2 separate regions of the Mus musculus genome follow, and region 1 is linked to region 2. Evidence: chromatin contacts called from public HiChIP or PLAC-seq data. All regions are on one chromosome and are shown on one strand. The core of a region is the stretch at or near the end of the contact, and the rest is flanking DNA. Distances in the headings are between cores, read along the strand shown. Region 1 has its middle 6.7 kb from the start of Gm34871. Region 2 overlaps Dync1i1 (dynein cytoplasmic 1 intermediate chain 1).

Region 1 (2,700 bases), core at 108-2,607, 750 kb before region 2:
TTCATGTATTCAGCAACCCACACCTTGCTATTGGGCGGATGTTTCTTTAACACCATACATCTACAGGTCTCTGAGAGGTGTGTTTTAAGCACCAGAGACTTTCACACAGAATACCTTGAGTTTCCATTGTACAGAGATCCAAGGAATTATACTATAGTGAAAGGAGGTCAAGAGCAAAGAGAAACACATTAGATTCTGGACCTATTTCTTCTTGAAAAGTCATGATTTCTGAGAGTCTTATATTCTGCTGTCCAGGAGCAACAGGTTAGTGGACTCCTTCTGATTTCACTTGCGAAGAACAAACCTTTCATAGAATGCCAGCATCTAGAAGGCCCTGGTTTGATCTCTGGTGATAGTCTTGACTCTACTTCTACAAAGGTACCTTGGTATAGAATCTTGTGAGTGATGAATGTCACATCATCACTTGGCAGAGCAGAGAAAAGAATGTAAATGCTCTCAGCTAGTTCATTCCAGCCACATTATAACCTCGCATCTACTGATCAGTCTAGAGCGCTCCTGATTTAGTCCCCAAGTACCCTACTTCTTAATCCTGATACAAAAGGGATTTCAGATTGAAGCCCAGATGTTTATGGGACATTTGCATCATACCATCTTCTTGTGTGAATTATCTCAAAATTCAGGAAGAAGATCAGGTAAGTTTGTTATCATCTTTCCATGGAGTAATCAATGCAGGGAGATAGTATAAAGGAAGCTTTTATTATAATATTCTTATTCTGGGACCATTAAGGAATGCCAATCAGTTATTAATTAATACTTCTATAGTCTTCTGCATTACTTAAAAGAGACTTGCATATTCAGGACTAAGATTTGCATATGTACATGATTTAAAGACGAGCAGAGTACATCTTTTTTGGTTTATTTGTGTCTCATTTCCGTGATGCCTAGAATCTGTTGAACCTAAGGTTGTCAGACTCAACAGGGAGACATGTCTTTTGTAAACAGACACACAGCCATTCTTTCAGAACAGCTTCAGCTTCTCAAATGAAGGGAAACAACGCCAGACTCCACTTCCTAATCCCGGGTATTTCTAATTAGCTGTAGAATTCTTTCCACTCCAAATGGCTCCAGGCACTCAACTACAACAGCAATCCAAACTGGTTTTTCATTTTTGTGAAGTCATCTCTGTTGTGTTCTTGTTATGTGTTGTGTGAACCTCTGCCCAGCTGTTTGCCAGAAATGGTTAAGTGCTGCTTGTTACTTTTGGGGTGGTTCATACCTGAGGCAAAATCAAGGAAAGAAACATGAAATTTCTTGTACTACTTCAGGTTAATTAGCTGTGTGTCGAGGCTTAAGTGTTCAGCTTTGGGGTGGTTCTTCTCTTCCTATCCAGATTTATGTAACTTGAGCAGAAGTTATGATATTGTTAGTGGCATTTTTGGATATATACTTCTATGAATATACATAGATGAATGTGATTTTAGTTTATGACTTTTTTCTTTTTTTATATATAACAGAGCAGACAAGAAGGAGACCAGAGTCAGCAAAATCACACATAGTTGAGAAAATCTAAGACTATTCTCTAAGTACGGTTAGGGTGATTTTCATGTCTCTGAAAGTAAAAAATCTAAATCAATATTTCCTTAATGTTGCTAATGTTTTATATTCAAGGAATATAAGGAAACTGTGGGAAGGATAACCACAATTCAAATAGATTTTAGTTGCTCATAGTTCTTAACATGATATAGTCACTGTTTGAGGAGAATGACATTTAATAATTTTAAAACCAAAAGAGCTACATGTTGGCTTTAGTACTGGGCCAGGAGTAAACAAAGGCACAGCTGGTTGTCTATGCAATCAATTTAAGATAATTTATCATGCTGCAAGGTAATTATGAAACCAATAGATATTTTCATAAAACAGAGCTTATATTCTCCTGTAGAGAGAGATGTATCATTAGGAAGTTGCTGAGACGTCTCTTCAGACATTGTTAACCCTATCAGTCCGGGAACTCCCAGACTGTTCTTCTGTTCAGATAGGAACTCAAGCAGAGCTGGGGCCAGGTGATCGCAGAGTCTTCCTCCCTGTGGCTGACAGTCTTCAGAGAGTATAGCATCCAAGTGAGAGCTAACACTAGTGACAGCGGTTCCTCTGGTCTCATGCCTTTGTTGGAACTCAGTCAGTTTAGAGTAAAAAATGGCAGTAAGGAGTGGCAATAAGTAGATGATAATTTGTAGTATGTTGAGCCTTTAGCATCTCTGGATTCTACCTAGTGCATATTACTTCCTCAGCAGGGATTGCCATGCCATCGGAGCTGAATTTTACAAATGCATCGTGAATATTAAGAATCGTTTTTAGTGTAGATGTGGGTAGTGGGGATACCTCTGATTTGAACCACAGACAGGTGAACAGCAAGACTAAGAATGTATGCTGTAATGACCCCATCTTTTTATGTTTATTGTAGATGTGTGCACTAGTTTCCTTTCTAAGTATGTGGGAGAATAGAGATAATTTCTGGGAAACCCCACTGCTCACCTCTGTGGACATTGGCATCAGCAGAGCATCACAGTGTAGTCAAAGCCACTGGAAATAGCTGGTACTGCATAGGAAACTGTGGGGACAGGAGAGTATAATTGAATTTGTCTTTGGTCTTCTGAAATCTCAGCCACCCGAGGTCTTCAGGGCTAACTTTTTCCATTTCCTCCCTCAAGAAACCAAACCTAAGAACCAATTTAAAGATGC
Region 2 (2,741 bases), core at 199-2,698:
CAAATGTTGAAGCTTGGCTTTCACTCATTCAGAGAAGGACTAGAGATTGTAACATTACCTATGCTCAGTAAAATGGTATATTCTCCCCTTTCCTCTCCTCATGGTGAATTTGTAAGGATAAACAACCCTACAAATTGTTTGGCCTATTATATGTCACAGAGATTTTTCTATAGCCTGTCTAGACTCCAGACAATAGGCGAGACTGGCCTCTAGCTACAGACATTTCTGTAGCCTGTAATATCACTTAGAAAAGCAAGGGCAGTAATACAAAAATGAAAACCAGCCTGACCTGCAGTGATAGCAGACACATGAGCACTGCCACCCTTCACAGTTTAGAGATGATGATAGTGTCCTAGAAAGATGTTGAGCAGCTATACATGCCAGCCCAAGCAACTTTTGCAAAATCAAATATACTCTCCAGGTAGCATCATATCCCAGTCACTGTGGGCACAAGCTATCAATGTACCTTATTGCAGGAAATGATGTCCATGATAGGCTGGTTCTTTTCTTAGCCGAGCTGTGTCTCTATACCTATGTAATATTTCTATAAGCATAGAGGTCTTTCAGGAGGCTTTTATGAGATAAACCAGATTGTTACGCTAGCTAGAACAAAAGGGAAAACAAGTAATGTGTACTACCTAAAGAAAGTTAGTGGACAGTATGCATTTGAGAGTCAGAGAAGGGATTGAATACTTCGACTATCTTCTGCTCTTTCTGGGCAGTTTTCACCTTTATTTTTCTCCTCCAAAAAACAGTTGTTATCAAGGAAAGAAGGAAGGAAGGAAGGAAGGAAGGAAGGAAGGAAGGAAGGAAGGAAGGAAGGAAGGAAGGAAGGACACACAAGAGAGAAAAAAGAAACCATGTTTAATTGTCCCTTGTTCTCTCTTCTCTCTCTCTCTCTCTCTCTCTCTCTCTCTCACACACACACACACACACACACACACACACACACACACACACACGTTTGAGGAAAGAGATCAACAATAAATATTGGTTTTGTTGTTTAGTCTTATCTGGGTGAAGACCATGAAGAAGTACATCAAACATAAAGAAACTTCACAGCAGAAAACATGGCTAGAGAATCATGGGTAATAAATATTTCTGGCTCAAATGTCATTCGCTTTCCAAAGCTTCAAATGGTGGGGCACCTGGCCATCTGGATCTTCACCGTGTAGGCCAGTGTTGATCGTCTCTGCCACCTTGCCTATCTTAACTTGTGGCATCAGGAATAACTAGGGCAGGGGAAGAGAGTCTAACTACAGGACAGCCAAGAGGTGTTTAAGTGTTGTATTTAGCATTTTGCATGCTAGGATGGAAAGCCCCATCTCTAAAGTTATTCAGTTTCTATGCCCAGCTGAAATCTGAAAACCGTGTTTAGCTTGTGGCAGCACAATGAGCTGTAGAACAGCACATTATATAATGTTCCATCAGAGGCTCCTCTGCTCAGCAACCAGCTGGGATTCTCAGAGTCCCATGATGCTGACTGGTGAAACTGAAGACGTCTCCTCAGTGAGATCAGCTCAGCTAGTCTACCAGGTAGTCACAGAGCACTTTCAGGCCTAGCACACTATGCATACAAACTTGGTCTGTTTTCTCTTCAGAATGCAAATGTAGATTCAAATTATGCCTAAGTAAACGTATACAACACTTTTAGTTACCTTTCCTGTATTTTCTTTGTCTTTAAGAGAAAAACAAAACAAAACAAAAATCCTTACCCTTACTAGAAATCAAGGTTTTTAAATAAATACTTTCTCAAGAAGTAAAAGAAAACTGATTTAAACACCACAATTGATCAGCAATGGCAGAGTGAAGATAGGACACAAGTGCAGAATTTTTCTGGAGTAAAAGATGTATTATTTTCTCGTTGATACATGCCATGGCATTCTCTTTATATCTTAATTTTACATGTCATATAATAAGACATACCAAAAGAGGCACAGGTCCTACATGATAATGTCATAAATGTCAAAAGTTATATAAAATTGATTCGTCTCAGTCGTCTTAGTTGGAAGCACTGTACTTCAATAGTATGAGTTTGAATCAGGATTCTAAATACTATTTCACTGTCTCGGAGTGAACGGTGCATTACAAGTTCAACCCTAGCATGAGTTTGGCCAGCTTTAGTCACCGACAGCATCCCATGTCAGCTTCTGCCTGCCAAGCTGGGGTTTCTACCACACAAACAGAAAGAGTCCAGATCATTCACGAAAGTGTCCTGTGCATGGAGACACGGGCCAAATTAGACCCCAAGGAGGTGTCTCCAAACTCACACTGAAGTCAACGGAAACTTGCAAACGCAATAGAGAGCGTTCTCGTGGCTCGGAAAGTCTTGTTAATAGTTCCAGCAGGTCTTTAAAGTGGAAACACAAGCCAAACTCCTGTCCCCAAACAAAACAGAACAAAAAATACGTACCTCTCCAACATCGTAGATCCAAATGCGGCCTTCTGAGTCCCCTACCGCAACTTCCTTGCCACCCTGTGCCCAACGAACTCGGTTTAGGGCAGATGCTCCTTCAATGGCCACACTTGCTGTTGGCACCTGCCAAAGGGGTTATGACATGAAAAATGAATATGAATTTAACTATACTAATATGCAGTGATGTGTTTTACTCCACAACTGCCTTCCAGTGCACAAAGCCACTTCTACCCATGAGAAAGGGTGAACAGGATTCATTGTTCTGGAATCATACGCTCCACTGACTTAGGGAGTAGAAAAGAGAAACAAAAAGGGAAAAATGGAT

Evidence for each region. HiChIP or PLAC-seq counts read pairs in DNA pulled down with a chosen protein or histone mark.
Region 1: a contact with region 2 is called in an H3K27ac HiChIP or PLAC-seq map of SST interneurons, with 7 times the contacts expected there. The contact joins two enhancer-like sites. A contact is called at or near these places in 1 of 484 Hi-C or Micro-C datasets (cortical neurons), 2 of 115 datasets of contacts at active chromatin or transcription factors (SST interneurons and embryonic basal ganglia) and 2 of 9 other capture datasets (embryonic tail and embryonic trunk).

The regions. Positions count from the first base shown.
Region 1 is chr6:6,764,253-6,766,952 of GRCm38.p6, reverse strand. No RefSeq gene overlaps it. Among named protein-coding and RNA genes, the nearest start is that of Gm34871, 6.7 kb to the right of the region's middle. Within about 2 kb of position 1,357, at least 1 of the 459 cell types and tissues checked has an H3K27ac peak or open chromatin away from gene starts, as enhancers often do. A contact at or near this core is called in SST interneurons, where this site is marked.
Region 2 is chr6:6,010,253-6,012,993 of GRCm38.p6, reverse strand. It overlaps Dync1i1 (dynein cytoplasmic 1 intermediate chain 1), which reads right to left. Exons shown (of 17, transcript NM_010063.4): 16 at 2,414-2,539. Among named protein-coding and RNA genes, the nearest start is that of 1700019G24Rik, 34 kb to the right of the region's middle. Within about 2 kb of position 1,448, at least 7 of the 459 cell types and tissues checked have an H3K27ac peak or open chromatin away from gene starts, as enhancers often do. A contact at or near this core is called in SST interneurons, where this site is marked.